2 separate regions of the Pan troglodytes genome follow, and region 2 is linked to region 1. The links are chromatin contacts, called in public HiChIP or PLAC-seq maps. All regions are on one chromosome and are shown on one strand. The core of a region is the stretch at or near the end of the contact, and the rest is flanking DNA. Distances in the headings are between cores, read along the strand shown. Region 1 holds the start of TMED10 (transmembrane p24 trafficking protein 10). Region 2 holds the start of FOS (Fos proto-oncogene, AP-1 transcription factor subunit).

The links. HiChIP or PLAC-seq counts read pairs in DNA pulled down with a chosen protein or histone mark.
Region 2: a contact with region 1 is called in an H3K4me3 HiChIP or PLAC-seq map of stem cell-derived excitatory neurons, with 4 times the contacts expected there. The contact joins the promoter of FOS here to the promoter of TMED10 in region 1. A contact is called at or near these places in 1 of 7 Hi-C or Micro-C datasets (stem cell-derived neural progenitor cells) and 1 of 1 datasets of contacts at active chromatin or transcription factors (stem cell-derived excitatory neurons).

Annotation. Positions count from the first base shown.
Region 1 is chr15:73,124,946-73,129,184 of NHGRI_mPanTro3-v2.0_pri, forward strand. It overlaps TMED10 (transmembrane p24 trafficking protein 10), which reads right to left and starts at 2,175. Exons shown (of 5, transcript XM_510074.9): 1 at 1,875-2,175. The coding sequence starts at 2,099.
Region 2 is chr15:73,229,897-73,234,135 of NHGRI_mPanTro3-v2.0_pri, forward strand. FOS (Fos proto-oncogene, AP-1 transcription factor subunit) reads left to right here and starts at 1,730. Exons shown (of 4, transcript NM_001098421.1): 1 at 1,730-1,870; 2 at 2,623-2,874; 3 at 3,306-3,413; 4 at 3,529-4,170. The coding sequence starts at 1,730. The coding sequence ends at 4,170.

The DNA.
Region 1 (4,239 bases), core at 925-3,424:
AGTCCATGAACATCCTCTGAAGAGTTGGAAGCATGATCTCCCACCCCGGAAACACTATATCTAAGCTTCTAAAATCATGCCATCACTATTTTCCTGGGTAGAGAGTTTGATACCCAAAGAGAATAATAAAATGATGGGTCACAGATTAATTGCCCTGAAAATAGTTTGTCTCTCCCAAATAAAGTAGAAATAAATTACATGTATTACCACACTACTGGGTTCCACTACTTTAACATAAGTTATGGTCTTATTATATCTGAAACCCTTTTAAAAAGTAAAAACGAGGCCAGGCGCGGCGGCTTACGGCTGTAATCCCAGCACTTTGGGAGGCCGAGGCAGGCAGATCACGAGGTCAAGAGATCAAGACCATCCTGGCCAACATGGTGAACCCTCATCTCTACTAAAATACAAAAATTAGCTGGGTGTGGTGGCTGGCGCCTGTAGTCCTAGCTACTCGGAAGGCTGAGGCAGGAGAATTGCTTGAAACCGGGAGGCAAAGGCTGCAGTGAGCCGAGATCGCGCCACAGCACTCCAGCCTGGACGACAGAGCGAGACTCCGTCTCAAAAAAAAAAAAAAAAAAAAAAAGTAAAAATGTTTCTATTTAGTATAACAAAAGCCCCATTGTGTTACAAAGAAAAAAAAAGACACTTTGCTTATTGTGAATGAATAAAATTACCTAAAATGCAACCAAATACTGACAGATATCAAACTATATTAATGTCTCAAAGACCAGGCCAGGCTACTCTTAGCTACAAAACAGGACCAAACTGGTATTATGGCAGTAGTTGTCACCATCCAAGAGCATAGTTGGTATTTACATAAAAGAGCCAAGTCCAGATTCTGGCATACCAAAGAAAAAGGACTAGAGACTGAGACCATTTTGTAACCAATAATCGACTTTAATCAATTACAGAAATTACAAATTTAAAACAAGGAAGGAATAAGGTTGCAGCGCTTTTCCCTCAACATACTTAACTACCAAACTAAGTAAGAATCTATTCCATCGCAAGGACAGAAAACCAAACACCGCTTGTTCTCACTCATAGGTGGGAATTGAACAATGAGAACACTTGGACACAGGGTGGGGAACATCACACACCGGGGCCTGTCGTGGGGTGGGGGGAGGTGGGAGGGATAGCATTAGGAGACATACCTAATGTAAATGACGAGTTAATGGGTGCAGCACACCAACACGGCACATGTATACATATGTAACAAACCTGAAAGTTGTGCGCATGTACCCTAGAACTTAAAGTATAATAATAATTATGAAAAAAAAAAGAATCTATTCCATCTGTGACACTTACTAGTTTATCCTACCTCTGAGTCTCAGTTTCCTCATTTGTAAAATGGGGCTAACAGTAGCTACCTACTTCATAGGGTAGTGCATGAACCAAATGGTAATATATGCAAAGTAGCACAGTAACTGACATACCAGATGCTCAATAAATAACATTTTATTAATCGCGGTTAGCTTTGTCTCCTTTACTTTCCTGCAGGTATCGCGGTATCTTATGATGCCAATCCGTATAAATATTCAACACCCCAACACTTATTTGGAGAACCAAATTACGGTTCAATGTATCTGAGACCAAAACTGGTATAGGACGTTGACAACCGCCCCAGCTCAGGTGTCACCACATCCGCCAAAGCCTCGCAGCCCTTCTTGGGGTTCCCAGGCGTTGGTGACCCGCCCCGCCCCGCGACAGGCAACCAGCGGGGTGAGGGGGCGGGCTCCACCGCACGTCCTTTGCGCTCCCGAGAGGCCAGAACAACTCCCAGGCCTCCGCCGGCCCGACTCCCCCGAACCCGAGCCTCCCCTCGCCTAAGCCTGCCGTCTTCCCTCCCGGCCCCACGTCGCCCAATGCCGCACCTTGAGGTGGCTGCGCAGGCCGCCAGCGCCCCCAGACTGGTCGGAGATCTCGTACGCGCCAGTCACTAGCAGGTCCTTGTGGATCTCCTCACGGAGGCACTTGCGAGAGTTAATGGGCAGATGGAAGGAGATGGCGAGGACCAAGCTGGGGCCGAGCAGGAACAAAAGCAGCAACGCTAACGGAAAAGGGCCGCGCCGGGCTGGTGGGCCAGACAAACCAGACATGGTGCTGGAGACTCGTTCACCACCCAAGGCCTCAACCGCGCCGGAACCGGGGGGACCCACGTGACTCACCTCTGACCTACTGATGCCGCCCGCGCCATTTTGGAGACTGGCATGTAGAGAAAGAATCTATAGCGAATCTTTTGAAAAGGGAGGAAAGGATAGGTGCCATGTCAAAACCGCAAGTTTAAGCAGTTAAAGAAGCTTTAATAGAATACTATTGCAACAGTTTTATTTTTGTTGAAGTTAGTGACTACTGAGTCGGCCATGGCAAGTATGGGCAGCCCCGGAAGTAATTCTCCTTTAATTTCCGAAAGAGGTACCCACGAGTTTAAAGGCGAGTGACACCATAGCAACCAAGCCCCAATAGGAAACAGCCACAAGGCCCTTCGCTGGGCCCGCCCACCGGCCGCCTAGGCGCGCAGGCGGGGAATGAGGCTGTGTCTCCGGGGGTGGGGCGGTTTGCAGGCACTCCCAAGCGCCTTTGACACCTTGATGATACCTGGGGGCACTGAGACACTAGAGAGGAAAATTTCGAGGAAAGATTTCAACTTGGCTATTAGAGAATGTGGACCTTAGAGAAGAAGTTTTAGGGGTCACCTGATGAACGTGTGCCGGGCAGACATCCAGTTCATGTCCCGTAGCAGGGTATTTGGGCTGGAGTAATTGTCTGGCTAACTGAATGTACATGGTATTATTATTATTATTATTATTTTAGCAAACATTGAATGTGTTCTAAGCTATATTCAAAATAAATTTGAATTTGGTATTTAAATTGAATAAAACAACATGTTTTGGTCCAGTCTCAGATGAACATAATTAAGGGGTTAGCAGATAAGCGTTGTCAGGGAAAGTGCGTATGTGTGTGTTTTAAGTTCACAAACACTTTAGGGATCAAATTAACTATTAACATTTGCAAATAGACAAGCAAATTGACACGGTAATAATTCATGCATTCATTCAATGGAGTACCTACTGTGTGCCAGACATTATGCTATGCATGTATGTCAACACGTTTAATGATTTAACAGACTATTACTGGGATACTAGCAAATATTCAGAGCTGAAGAATATATGAAAATAAACGGCCAGGCGCGGTGGCTCACACCTGTAATCCCAGCACTTTGGGAGGCTGAGGCGGGTGGATCACGAGGTCAGGAGTTCAAGACCAGCCTGGCCAAGATGGTGAAACCCCGTCTCTACTAAAAATACAAAAAAATTAGCTGGGCTTGGTGGCAGGCGCCTGTAATCCCAGCCACTCAGGAGGCTGAGGCAGAGAATTGCTTGAACCCGGGAGATGGAGGTTGCAGTGAGCTGAGATGGCGCCACTGCACTCCAGCCTGGGCGACGAAGTGAGACTTGTCTCAGAAAAGAAAGAAGGAAAGAAAGAAAATGGATTTGCTCCTTGGCCTTTTGGCTAACATCAAGTGTAGAAAATAAACGTGGAAGACACAATAGCCCATGTTGGGAATCATTACCTACTTTGATTAACGTTTATTGAGCATCTTCAGAAATATCCAGAAGATGGACTGTCTGCCCTTAGTAATGTACATGATTGGTGTTTTTTTTTTTTAAACTTAGTCCATTTAGTTATTTTCCTAGAAACGAAATCCCACAAACAAAACAAGAACAAACAAAGGAGCTGTAAAGCATTTAAAATTTTGACAAATGCCATACAATAATTATTTTATGAGGTGTCCACTTAGGAACATTTAGTTTGATTGTTGTATCACTGATCTAACATAAGATTGCTAGTCCACACAGTACATCCTGATAATTTGCATTGGCCTTTTCCCTGCCAATGCAGGGAATCACTATAAGCAGTTATCTAACTCATTGTCTGCTTGCATTCCTGAGGCTCTGCTGACCAATAGCAAGAGATCTGCAACCCATGAAAAAACTGTGTATGTGTTTCCTTTAAATTTCCATCTTACATTTACATAATAGATAATGAAATTTAAAATATTTTCACATATCATAATGATCTCCTCTGACATTTTCAAAAACCCTGTGAAATAGTCTGGACAATCTGTTCATTTTACAGATGAGGAAACTGAGGTTCTGAGAGGCCAAATAATTATACTGTTAAAGAAAAAATACTTCATGACATTTGTTAAAGAACTGTAAAGCAGGCCAGAGGCGG
Region 2 (4,239 bases), core at 480-2,979, 100 kb after region 1:
TATAGCAGGATCTCCTGGCTCCCGGGCGCGGCGGCTGGAGGCAGGTCTGCGGTCCGGCTCCCCGCGCGCCCCGAACTATCCGCCCGCCGGCCTCATCCTGCCTCGCCCCTCTCCAGGTGCCCACCGCGGGCCCCGACCCCCGGGCCCGAAGAGTGGAGAAGGGAAGACCGGGGCTGTGCGGGGACATGCGTCTTCGCGCCCTGGAGGTGGCCAGCGCGCTGGGGCTGAGCCCCGGCAGCGTGACCCCGGCTGTCCTACGCAGCAGGGCAGGAGATTGGGAGGCGTGGCACACTCTGGAGCACCTTGCCTCCCCAAAGCCCCGTGTTCCAGGACGTGGAGCCGCGCCTGGGGTCCCAGCAGTCGAGGTATTCCGCCTAGGCGCAGCTGGACACTGTCCTTCCAGCCCCCGTCCTCCCCCCTCCAAGTCCGCGCTGGAAAATCACCCGCTGCGGGCTCCCGTAAGCACAGCTTCCTGGCGGGACCGAACCAGCCCCCAGCGCAGATTTGAGTTCCCCGCAGGAAGCACACCCCGCCTTGTCATCCCGAACTGACCACCCTGCCCACATAACCACACCTCGCACTCCCTACCCCTGGGGCCCAGCTCAGAACCGGGCAGACACCCCCTTCAAATGTCTTCGCACGTAGGTTTTGCACAGTGTTTATCTGCTGGTGTCTCAGGGATTTGACAGTTTCCTTAATATTCCCACACATGGCCGAGAAAAATAAATAAATAAACGCGCTGTCTTCTTTAAATAAATAAATAAATAAATAAAGTACCCAGTATCGTAAAGTAGGTTATCGTATTCTCTTATTTTGGATCCTCCACTTTCTGCTTCCAAACGCAGGAACAGTGCTAGTATTGCTCGAGCCCGAGGGCTGGAGGCTAGGGGATGAAGGTCTGCTTCCACGCTTTGCACTGAATTAGGGCTAGAATTGGGGATGGGGGTAGGGGCGCATTCCTTCGGGAGCCGAGGCTTAAGTCCTCGGGGTCCTGTACTCGAGGCCGTTTCTCCTATCTCTGAGCCTCAGAACTGTCTTCAGTTTCTGTACAAGGGTAAAAAGGCGCTCTCTGCCCCATCCCCCCCGACCTCGGGAACAAGGGTCCGCATTGAACCAGGTGCGAATGTTCTCTCTCATTCTGCGCCGTTCCCGCCTCCCCTCCCCCGGCCGCGGCCCCCGCCTCCCCCCGCACTGCACCCTCGGTGTTGGCTGCAGCCCGCGAGCAGTTCCCGTCAATCCCTCCCCCCTTACACAGGATGTCCATATTAGGACATCTGCGTCAGCAGGTTTCCACGGCCTTTCCCTGTAGCCCTGGGGGGAGCCATCCCCGAAACCCCTCATCTTGGGGGGCCCACGAGACCTCTGAGACAGGAACTGCGAAATGCTCACGAGATTAGGACACGCGCCAAGGCGGGAGCAGGGAGCTGCGAGCGCTGGGGACGCAGCCAGGCGGCCGCAGAAGCGCCCAGGCCCGCGCGTCACCCCTCTGGCGCCACCGTGGTTGAGCCCGTGACGTTTACACTCATTCATAAAACGCTTGTTATAAAAGCAGTGGCTGCGGCGCCTCGTACTCCAACCGCATCTGCAGCGAGCATCTGAGAAGCCAAGACTGAGCCGGCGGCCGCGGCGCAGCGAACGAGCAGTGACCGCGCTCCTACCCAGCTCTGCTCCACAGCGCCCACCTGTCTCCGCCCCTCGGCCCCTCGCCCGGCTTTGCCTAACCTCCACGATGATGTTCTCGGGCTTCAACGCAGACTACGAGGCGTCATCCTCCCGCTGCAGCAGCGCGTCCCCGGCCGGGGATAGCCTCTCTTACTACCACTCACCCGCAGACTCCTTCTCCAGCATGGGTTCGCCTGTCAACGCGCAGGTAAGGCTGGCTTCCCGCCGCCGCGGGGCCGGGGGCTTGGGGTCGCGGAGGAGGAGACACCGGGCGGGACGCTCCAGTAGATGAGTAGGGGGCTCCCTTGTGCCTGGAGGGAGGCTGCCGTGGCCGGAGGGTGCCGGCTCGGGGGCTCGGGACTTGCTCTGAGCGCACGCACGCTTGCCATAGTAAGAATTGGTTCCCCCTTCGGGAGGCAGGTTCATTCTGAGCAACCTCTGGTCTGCACTCCAGGACGGATCTCTGACATTAGCTGGAGCAGACGTGTCCCAAGCACAAAGTCGCTAACTAGAGCCTGGCTTCTCCGGGGAGGTGGCAGAAAGCGGCAATCCCCCCTCCCCCGGCAGCCTGGAGCACGGAGGAGGGATGAGGGAGGAGGGTGCAGCGGGCGGGTGTGTAAGGCAGTTTCATTGATAAAAAGCGAGTTCATTCTGGAGACTCCGGAGCGGCGCCTGCGTCAGCGCAGACGTCAGGGATATTTATAACAAACCCCCTTTCAAGCAAGTGATGCTGAAGGGATAACGGGAACGCAGCGGCAGGATGGAAGAGACAGGCACTGCGCTGCGGAATGCCTGGGAGGAAAAGAGGGAGACCTTTCATCCAGGATGAGGGACATTTAAGATGAAACGTCCGTGGCAGGATCGTTTCTCTTCACTGCTGCATGCGGCACTGGGAACTCGCCCCACCTGTGTCCGGAACCTGCTCGCTCACGTCGGCTTTCCCCTTCTGTTTTGTTCTAGGACTTCTGCACGGACCTGGCCGTCTCCAGTGCCAACTTCATTCCCACGGTCACTGCCATCTCGACCAGTCCGGACCTGCAGTGGCTGGTGCAGCCCGCCCTCGTCTCCTCCGTGGCCCCATCGCAGACCAGAGCCCCTCACCCTTTCGGAGTCCCCACCCCCTCCGCTGGGGCTTACTCCAGGGCTGGCGTTGTGAAGACCATGACAGGAGGCCGAGCGCAGAGCATTGGCAGGAGGGGCAAGGTGGAACAGGTGAGGAACTCTAGCGTACTCTTCCTGGGAATGTGGGGGCTGGGTGGGAAGCAGCCCCGGAGATGCAGGAGCCCAGTACAGAGGATGAAGCCACTGATGGGGCTGGCTGCACATCCGTAACTGGGAGCCCTGGCTCCAAGCCCATTCCATCCCAACTCAGACTCTGAGTCTCACCCTAAGAAGTACTCTCATAGTTTCTTCCCCAAGTTTCTTACCGCATGCTTTTAGACTGGGCTCTTCTTTGTTCTCTTGCTGAGGATCTTATTTTAAATGCAAGTCACACCTAGTCTGCAACTGCAGGTCAGAAATGGTTTCACAGTGGGGTGCCAGGAAGCAGGGAAGCTGCAGGAGCCAGTTCTACTGGGGTGGGTGAATGGAGGTGATGGCAGACACTTTTACTGAATGTCGGTCTTTTTTTGTGATTATTCTAGTTATCTCCAGAAGAAGAAGAGAAAAGGAGAATCCGAAGGGAAAGGAATAAGATGGCTGCAGCCAAATGCCGCAACCGGAGGAGGGAGCTGACTGATACACTCCAAGCGGTAGGTACTCTGTGGGTTGCTCCTTTTTAAAACTTAAGGGGAAAGTTGAAGATTGAGCATAAGGGCCCTTGAGTAAGACTGTGTCTTATGCTTTCCTTTATCCCTCTGTATACAGGAGACAGACCAACTAGAAGATGAGAAGTCTGCTTTGCAGACCGAGATTGCCAACCTGCTGAAGGAGAAGGAAAAACTAGAGTTCATCCTGGCAGCTCACCGACCTGCCTGCAAGATCCCTGATGACCTGGGCTTCCCAGAAGAGATGTCTGTGGCTTCCCTTGATCTGACTGGGGGCCTGCCAGAGGTTGCCACCCCGGAGTCTGAAGAGGCCTTCACCCTGCCTCTCCTCAATGACCCTGAGCCCAAGCCCTCAGTGGAACCTGTCAAGAGCATTAGCAGCATGGAGCTGAAGACCGAGCCCTTTGATGACTTCCTGTTCCCAGCATCATCCAGGCCCAGTGGCTCTGAGACAGCCCGCTCCGTGCCAGACATGGACCTATCTGGGTCCTTCTATGCAGCAGACTGGGAGCCTCTGCACAGTGGCTCCCTGGGGATGGGGCCCATGGCCACAGAGCTGGAGCCCCTGTGCACTCCGGTGGTCACCTGTACTCCCAGCTGCACTGCTTACACGTCTTCCTTCGTCTTCACCTACCCCGAGGCTGACTCCTTCCCCAGCTGTGCAGCTGCCCACCGCAAGGGCAGCAGCAGCAATGAGCCTTCCTCTGACTCGCTCAGCTCACCCACGCTGCTGGCCCTGTGAGGGGGCAGGGAAGGGGAGGCAGCCGGCACCCACAAGTGCCACTGCCCGAGCTGGTGCATTACAGAGAGG